Linked DNA regions of Gasterosteus aculeatus: region 1 is linked to region 2. Evidence: chromatin contacts called from public Hi-C data. All regions are on one chromosome and are shown on one strand. The core of a region is the stretch at or near the end of the contact, and the rest is flanking DNA. Distances in the headings are between cores, read along the strand shown.

What was found. Hi-C and Micro-C count contacts between places; a contact is called where the count stands out from the background.
Region 1: a contact with region 2 is called in a Hi-C map of skeletal muscle, with 8 times the contacts expected there. The contact joins the promoter of bambia here to the enhancer-like site in region 2. A contact is called at or near these places in 2 of 6 Hi-C or Micro-C datasets (skeletal muscle and tail fin).

What each region holds. Positions count from the first base shown.
Region 1 is chr21:8,391,440-8,395,717 of fGasAcu3.hap1.1, reverse strand. It overlaps bambia (BMP and activin membrane-bound inhibitor (Xenopus laevis) homolog a), which reads left to right and starts at 1,884. Exons shown (of 3, transcript XM_040167743.2): 1 at 1,884-2,511; 2 at 3,945-4,229. The coding sequence starts at 2,436.
Region 2 is chr21:8,294,354-8,298,566 of fGasAcu3.hap1.1, reverse strand. No RefSeq gene overlaps it. Among protein-coding and RNA genes, the nearest start is that of LOC120811998, 11 kb to the right of the region's middle. Within about 2 kb of position 1,401, at least 2 of the 9 cell types and tissues checked have open chromatin away from gene starts, as enhancers often do.

The DNA.
Region 1 (4,278 bases), core at 635-3,134, 97 kb before region 2:
TATTGTAAATTGACTTATTTGAGGAAATTGCACTTTCTTGTTCTTCTGAGTTTGTATCCTTAAGGTTGAATGCACTTATTGTAAGTCGCTTTGGATAAAAGCGTCAGCTAAATATAATAAAAATGTAATGAATCTCGATCTGGTCGATGAGAGCGTGTGTACCCCTCCATGTGTCAAGGATTTTATTGGCATATGTCTTCAATATCTACAGCTCACGAGTCACGAAGAGCTCTACAAGGAGCTCTACTCAGCAGGTGAACATGGATGGATGAGAAGTGATGTTTTGGACATTTTTTGTATGCGTCTCTCTAACGCTAATCCCCTAACGTCTAATTTAAATAGGCAACACCTAATTATTTTGAGTGTTTGGCATACGGTTAATTTGTGGAAAAAAAATATTACACCAGTTCTGACCACCAGGTGGTGATGTATGACCATCCACCACCAGGTGAAGCAGACATGGAGCAGCCTAGTGGAGGGGGCATTTCTGATCACTTTGAATGGAACTCTAAAGAATCCAAACATCGTACGCGTCAAAATGTCTTCAATATCGTATAAGTGCTACTCAAAGACCGGTGACGTGGTGCTTTATAAGAGGGACCCCACCCAGCCCCACAGACTCCACTAGACTACACACAGGAGACCGTCCAGCATGGAAATAGTGTTTGTGCTGACCTCCACCCTTTTCACCGAGCTCTCAGTATAGATACACGCTGGCGCCTCCTTGGAATTACAGATAATTACGGCAATTGCAGTGAGTCGTTTTCTGTGTTCCCTAAAGCGGTATCCGCATCCTGTTGTCTGTCGGGCACAATTACGGCCTGTGGACGCGTTGTACTTGCACGAGGAGTCGGGCAATGGTCCGTCTCTGCTCATGATCACACACACGGGATACAATAAAATATTTGCCCTCCGACTCTGCAGACCGTAGATTATGATTTATCTACTGATTATTTTGAGTTATATCAAAACTCCTAAGAACGTGTTAAATTAGAGTTAACGTGAATCATTTGTGCGTGTTTGTGTGTGGGTACATGTGGGAGTTGTGGGAGGGGGGCATTTGGTTGATACATATCGCGCGCGTGCATGTGTGTGCCGATTGTTAAAGAGTGTCTGAGTGTGCGTGTCGTCTCGGTGGCGCCATGTGTCCTTTTGGATTGCTAATTCCTCTGAACGTCTGCCCGCTCCTCCCCGCAGCAGCGGTCTGATGGCCCGAGGGGGAGAGGCTCAACGCGGCCTCCACTCGGCTGCTTGAGGGTTGGGGGGGGGGGCGGGGGGGTAGAGACCTTAAAACACGTTATTGAGGCATCTTTATCCTTATCTGGAGAGTGTTTGGTATTTTGTGAACTGTTTTCGTTGTTATTCTGGTTTCATATGTTCATGTGAAAATGTCGACACATGAAAACAATAGACTAATAGTAACGTCAATGTCCAAACTGTGCAATACAGTTACGTGACGAATGGACTCAAACCATGACATGGAACATGGTATTATGGAAATGAAGGACGATGAATGAAGGGGTCCAGATGCACAAAATACAGAGTCGGAATATGGATGAGCTGTCTTAGAAAAATAATATAATTATAATAATCAGTGGGGGCGAGAGTATGAATCAATTATTTGAATGTACAGAACAATTTTCTCTGAAACATACCCCGTTTTAAACGGGAATTAACTTGGTCTGTTTTTGAATTAACTTTACCTGTTTATCATTTTAATTGTATGTTTTTCTCTTTCAATTCCTTGCTCCCTTTTAGAATGTTTTCCCCTGTGTCTGTTCTATGATGCAGTATCCTGCTAGCCAAATAAGAGTACCGGATGTGACGTCATGACGCACGTTGATTGACTTCTCTCTTGCTGCTCTGACCAATCGTCTCGTAAGGGGCGGAGCTCTGGCGAGCCACAACTATTTCTCCGTTAAGCCGTGCGAGTCTGCGTGCAGTCTGTGGCACATCGGAGTCGGCGGTCCGTTTCCCAACATTTCTCTGTCCCGGAATACAAAAAGTGATGCTTCGTGGTTACCGGCTGCACATACAGGCAGAGGAGAACCGGTGGTGACAACTTTGCACCCCGTTTCACCCTCTTCCCTGGAGTATATACCTCTTTTTGTCTCCCTTGTTTTGGAAGAAGCAGAATAAGCTGTGTTTAGCTCTCCTGAAATGTCGGACCAGCTTTAAAGAAAAAAACATAGTAACTTGTCTGTCTTCGTGCGGGAGAGGAAACATTTCGGATTGTCTTTTGCTTTTTTTGTATATTTTTCTTCTTCCAGAAGAGATCGTGAGCTGTCGCGTTTCCGTGGGGGAATGACTCCCTTTTCTCCGTAGCTCCATGTAAATCAATTTTTTTGGGTGGTGTCGTCCAGCTCTTCGCCCGGGGGACTCCGTGCCGCTGCTCACTGGATACACGAGCACGTCTGCGCTGTAACTCGCTGTAAATGGAGCGCCAGCCCAGTTTCATTTCAATTTGGCTTCAACTGGAACTCTGTGCCATGGCGGTTCTCCTCACTAAAGGTACGGACTCGGTCTGCGGATGGGACGTTGAGCCCGGACCCGCGGGTCCACGTCGTGTGTGTGTGTGTGTGTGTTATCCAATCCTGCTGATTTAGTGTGCGTTTTATACGATAGTTATAATCAAAACATTTAACCCTACGTGTAATGGTGTAAATTAAGTGTTATGCAGTACCTTTTTTAGAACACTAATCCCGTTTAACTCGGGTTTGAAACTGCCCCATTCATAAAAGACCAAGCCGGGGCTGAAAGGCTTGCAGTGCTCGGCCTGTCTGCCTCTCTCTCTCCCCACTCTACTTCCCTTCTTCCCACCCACAAAGGGGCCTCTCCTCTAATGAAATATTCTCCAAATGACCTGCTTCTCCAATCAGTCACAGGGAAAACACTGATCTGATGAATGTGCTCCCGCATTAAGTAGAACACACATTGAGCTATTTCCAATATTGTCCAACTTCTTCTTATCTCAATGCAACACAACATACACACCCTTGCTATATGTGTGTAAGACATGTTCACAGTGGCACCAGAGAACACAAAGACGTAAATCGTTTGAAGTCATGTTTTTGTTGTGTGAGGGCAGATCCCGGAGCCTACGTTTCTGTTTTCAGACTTCTCCTCGGGTGAAGTAATGAGTGGGCCCCTGAAAAGGAAGCACACAGCTATAATGATAAGGTAGCTGGGAGCTTTTAGATGGGACATTGGTCCCCCTCCCCTCAGGCGGTCATGACCACAAGTAACGCTTTGAATGCAGGGGGGGAGTGGAGGAGACTCTGGCTCCCCTCCTCCTTGCAAGTTTCCATTTGGGCTGAAAGAAATTGACTTTGGCAAACAAACCACTAATTATAAGCTACACAGTTCCTGTTTTATAATACAGTCAGAAAGGGGACCGCCTCGCTTCGAGGAGCTCTTAAATGGAGGCATACTTCCTGAATTGATGCTAAACTGGAATATTCCCAGGACGTGGCAGTCACTTTCATAATAAAAGTAGAGCAGAAAACTGGTTGCATTGGATAGGATTAGGTCCCCCGGTATTAGTATTTTGCGGAAGGATATATATGTGTGCAATAAATTTATCCCAATAAATATTGGGATAAATACATCTGAATTATGTTATCAGATGTTGTAATTGATAATAGCGACCCATACAAAGCCGATAAAGCACCCTGACAAACAAACCAAGTTGGAGTTCACACCATGTTATATATGAATTCAAACTATTGTTTTAAAGCTATAAATATACCTAAAGGTGGGGTCATTGTGGCGTAGAGAGGGTGCACCGGGAACCGCAAGGTTGGTGATTCGAGCCCCACCTTGCTCCCCGGGCTAAAATGTAAAAAGCCATGGGTTAAACATGCAATGTAAGTCGCTTTGGATAAAAGCGTCAGACCTGTAATGTTAAGGTGTTTCCCTAACCCTTCCCCATCTGGCGTTTCCAGGAGAAATAAGGTGTTACTGTGACGCGCCACACTGCGTGGCGACTGGATACATGTGCAAGTCGGAGCTCAACGCCTGCTTCACCAAGGTTCTGGACCCGCTCAGTGGAAACTCCCCCCTCACCCATGGGTGCTTAGACCCCATCACCAACGCGGCAGACATCTGCAGCAGCGTCAGCTCCGGGGCTGCCGATGTCCTCGGCGGGGCCTCTGCGCTGGAGTGTTGCCACGACGACATGTGCAACTATAGAGGCCTGCACGACATGGCCCATACCAGAGACTCAACAGGTAAAGATGACACCTTTCAGTGCTAATGATTTTTTAAATTATAATTACA
Region 2 (4,213 bases), core at 152-2,651:
AAAAGGGTGTGGATCAGGTTTCTTGACCCAGGAACAGCTGCAGGCAGCATAAAGATCTTTATGAAGGCAGCAAAAGCGCCCGCTCAGTAGATCAGCAATCTCAGCGGGTCTATTATTTTTGATTAATCTGATCAATGGAATTTTCCACGTCAAAGACTTGTGATGAGTGTGTATGTTTTACATATTAAATGTAGTGTTTTCCAAAGGTTCCGTCTGCAAGATATATTTTTCTTTTGCATCACTCTGGTCGAGGGTTTTTTGAAAAGGGAACCGTGTAGACATGCAGCGTCTCCTGACAGCTTTTCTTTTATCTTTTGTGTCACACTCGGGAACCGTGCAGGTGGATTCTTTTGAAAAAAAAGAAATAATATATATATATATATATATATATATATATATATCATTATTATTATTATTATTGGAAATAATTTGAAAATTAAAACTAGTGACAATATAAGGAAAAGGTAAATATGCTGCTCAGCAGTCACTGTTTTCACCAAGAAACTGTCTGCATACATATACGTTGCCACATGGACTCACACACAAACACACACAGTCACTGAAGAAAAGGGCTCCCTCTGCTGAGCTCAACGTCCATACAGTATCTCCCTCCAGCCTTCTCTCCTCTGCCCCACCATCTTATCAACACTCACCTGAAGTCTGTCACCTCCACACATGATTGATAAAGTAATTTCAACCACTTTGTTCTTCATTCACAATTCTCAATGAGGAAATAAGATAACATTTCCTTTCAAGCACGTGAATCCAAATTCGACATGAATGTCAAATTGTTTTTTATTTTACTGAGAGAAAATGTTTGAAAAAGAAATCTGTGTCCGGCATCACAATTAAAAACAAATCAGTTGTTCCTTCATTATGGCTCGTTGTTAAAGTGTCTTAATTTTAATATTGTCTAAAAAACTGCATCTGATCCACGACAGAAGGAGGCTCATTCAATTGTGCGTTTAAATGCTTGCAGTGTACAGTATAGTGGGCAGAGAACGGCGCTGGTTACCCGATGAACAGCAGGTTTCATAAATACAACGTAAGCAGTAAGTACCACAGTGTGCGCTATCTGCAGGCTGGCCATGGCGCTGATAATGCTACGTTTGCGAATGCACGTACATGGGGGCCTCTGACTTATAGCTAGGCTAGTACCTTCCTCCATTTTGAACCCTCTGGCTCTACATTGCTTCAAACAACCGTGCTATCAAGACAGCTTGGTATGTAATACGTGCAGAAATGAGGAAACAGGGTGGCTAAACTAGAATGAGAATGTGACTGTAGGAACAGTGAGGCGAACCGGGCAGTAAAATGAGCACATGCGTGCAGCAGGAAGATGGCCTGACCGGGGGAGTGTCAGCACATCACAGTGAAGTCTGTGATAGAGACAAGTGGCCTGTACAGACTCGCCCCACAGTTCCCAGGTGAGCCAGAGGCCCTCAGCTATACTCATTATCTCCCAGAGGAATGCCACCCAAGTCAGATGGAGAAACTGCAATTTCACAGAATGCAGAAAGAACATCCAAACAAGTGAAGCGTAGGCAAACATGGAGGGCACCCAAGGGCATTGCGGATCGGGTTGAAACATCGTGGCCAAGTAAGTTATATATATTTTAGAAGTAGCTAATATCAATAAAGAGACAAAACCGGTAGAGTGGCTGCAGAAGAACTCCAACATAGCATCTGCACAAGGATGACAAAAGAAGACACTGATTTGCAGGAGTAGACCTCCTCATGACAAAGAAAAATAGAAAAAGGAAGAAGGTGGGGGCAGCGATTCAGTGAAAGTAAATGAAAAGAGTGAAGGAGATCAATGTAATTTGGATGTGATCCCTTTCTAATGAGGCTCCAGTCAAAGAGGGGTTAGAGAGCACGCTGAGAAGAAGAGCAGTAAATGGAGAGGGAGGTGGGGGGGGGGGGGGGGGGGGGTAGAGGCGAGGCAGTCGGGCCACTATTGATCAAAGGGCTGCTGGAGGTATGCTGGCACCAGGGTTACCTGCACTGCTGTACAATACAGAGGCTGCAGACAGGAAAGTATGAGCTTGAGTGACGATCCACGTACCGACTAACGGCAGTGCTGCAATTTCAGTAATAAGTAACTCGTAACAATATGATACAGCCAAAACCCAACAAGAATGTTGTGATTCTGAGATAAAATCACAGCGGAACACTGTGGGACACACAATAACACAAATGGCTGATAATCCAGCCTCTATAGCATAAGCCTGTTCAACAGAATGTTGTGTGTCCACTTCCTTTATCTAGACAAGGCTGGTACATTATCAAAAAGACCACAAGAAGCAATACTTCCCACAGATAGAAAGATTGTCAATAACTTCAAAACGGAATTAAAAAATTGGTCACTTTTTCCCCTTTTTCCCAACTTAAATATAAAAAATAACTAGGAATTAGGAAATAAATTATCAAGTCAAACCTACTGTTTCCAAACAAACAAAGAATGATTCAGCTCCCACAGCTCATTAATTAAATACTGATATTGGATCTGTACTCTTTTCAAGCGTAACCCAAAGCCTAGATTTCGCTAGCGTTCCCGGGACTGAAATGGTCATCTAGGTGCATCCTTACTACCAACAGATACTACCAAAGTAACAGTAACAGCCAAACGTTTACACTTCTTCTCTCTTTGCTGTGGCAACAGTTAAGGTTTGATTGGGCTAAACTCCAGAACCAAATACTTGTTTTAAGAAAGATGGCTGAAAGGTCTTCAGCAGCCCCTACACGTTTCTGGGGCCTCTGGCTGTGGAGCCAAGATCTGTGTGACGACTATGATGTGAGCTGAAATTATATGATAAGTGTCTGTCCGAGTGTGATGAGACTTTCATCAAGGCTCCGGGGGAGAAGCCCTAACAGCGTATCAGCATTATGGCAACAGTCAGTAGCAGTAAAGCGCCCCGGGGAGGATTCTTCTGCCTCCGGGGAGGGTGTCACATCCTCCCTTAATCATTAAAGAAGCGGGAAGACCCCCACCTATCAACTAGCATTACCATCTAACGCCCCCCTCCCGGCCTGTCTCTGTCTCTGTAGCCCCCAGCCATAGGAGCTCATCTGCCAGCCAGGCCAGCCTTCCTCAACCATTGGAGACAGACCAGTGGCTCCACGGAGCCTGATAATCAATGTCTGCCCCTCAGCACACCGAGACCCAGGCCTACCTCCTCAGCTCTTATAAAGATGCCTGATACACCCACGAGAGCAGTCGCAGACATAAAGTATGTGCGCTTGTGTGCATGTGTGGTTGAGTATGCATAGAAGAAGTACATTCAGAACTAGATACACACACGCACACAATGGTCCCCTGACTTCCCCAGTGAGACGGCTGCATTAACACTGCCCACTCATGGTGTGTCTCCAGCCCTCCCTTTGCTGTGCAGACACAGACATTGACTGCTGGATCACAAACCCCTCTACCTGAGTCAATAAAGTCCCTGAACAGAATTCATTTGGCTGGGGAAGTGAGTGGAAGTGGGGACAGGAGGAAAAGGGGGCACGCAACAGGCTTTGAAATCCGTAGATGGATTCGGGGGGTGCCTGATGAGATATTTTTGAATACATCAAAAAGCTTAAAAACAACACATAGACCAGTACAGCACACCCATATTTCTAAAAATGAAAGATAATATATTCCAATCTGTAGGCTGTGGATGTAAGGTTAGCATTTATCTCAGTATCTTTTTTGTCAAAATACTATTGAATGAGTGTAGCCTGCCTTAATCTTCCTCCTAATGTTTCCCTTTAAGAAATATGTTCATGCCAGTGTTTAAGCTGTAAAGAATTTATTTTAGCTGTTCCTTTTCAAACAAAGGTAAACTAAAAGATGCTTTTCATTTTTGAAACAACAACCACGACAGCTCTAAATAAGTTGTCGAAATGAGTTACAACAACTTTGGACTGTTAAGAAATAGATTAACTAAAAATGAACAATTCTGTGTTCACTGTAATAAAGTCAGTCAAATAGAGTCTCTCTGATGGGTTCTCTAATTGTTTTTGGACACTGCCCAGGGCAAAAATCTATTTAAGGCAGATGCATTTATAGCAGTTTTGGGTCTTTTCACAAGAATTACTGACTGTTAACATGGCAATACATTATGGAATATCACTAAAGTTCCCCTTGTGTGTGAGATAAGAAAACCATAGCACTGCCCACCACCTGCTACCACCATGCTCTTGTTTTACCAGCGTCAACATAATAGCT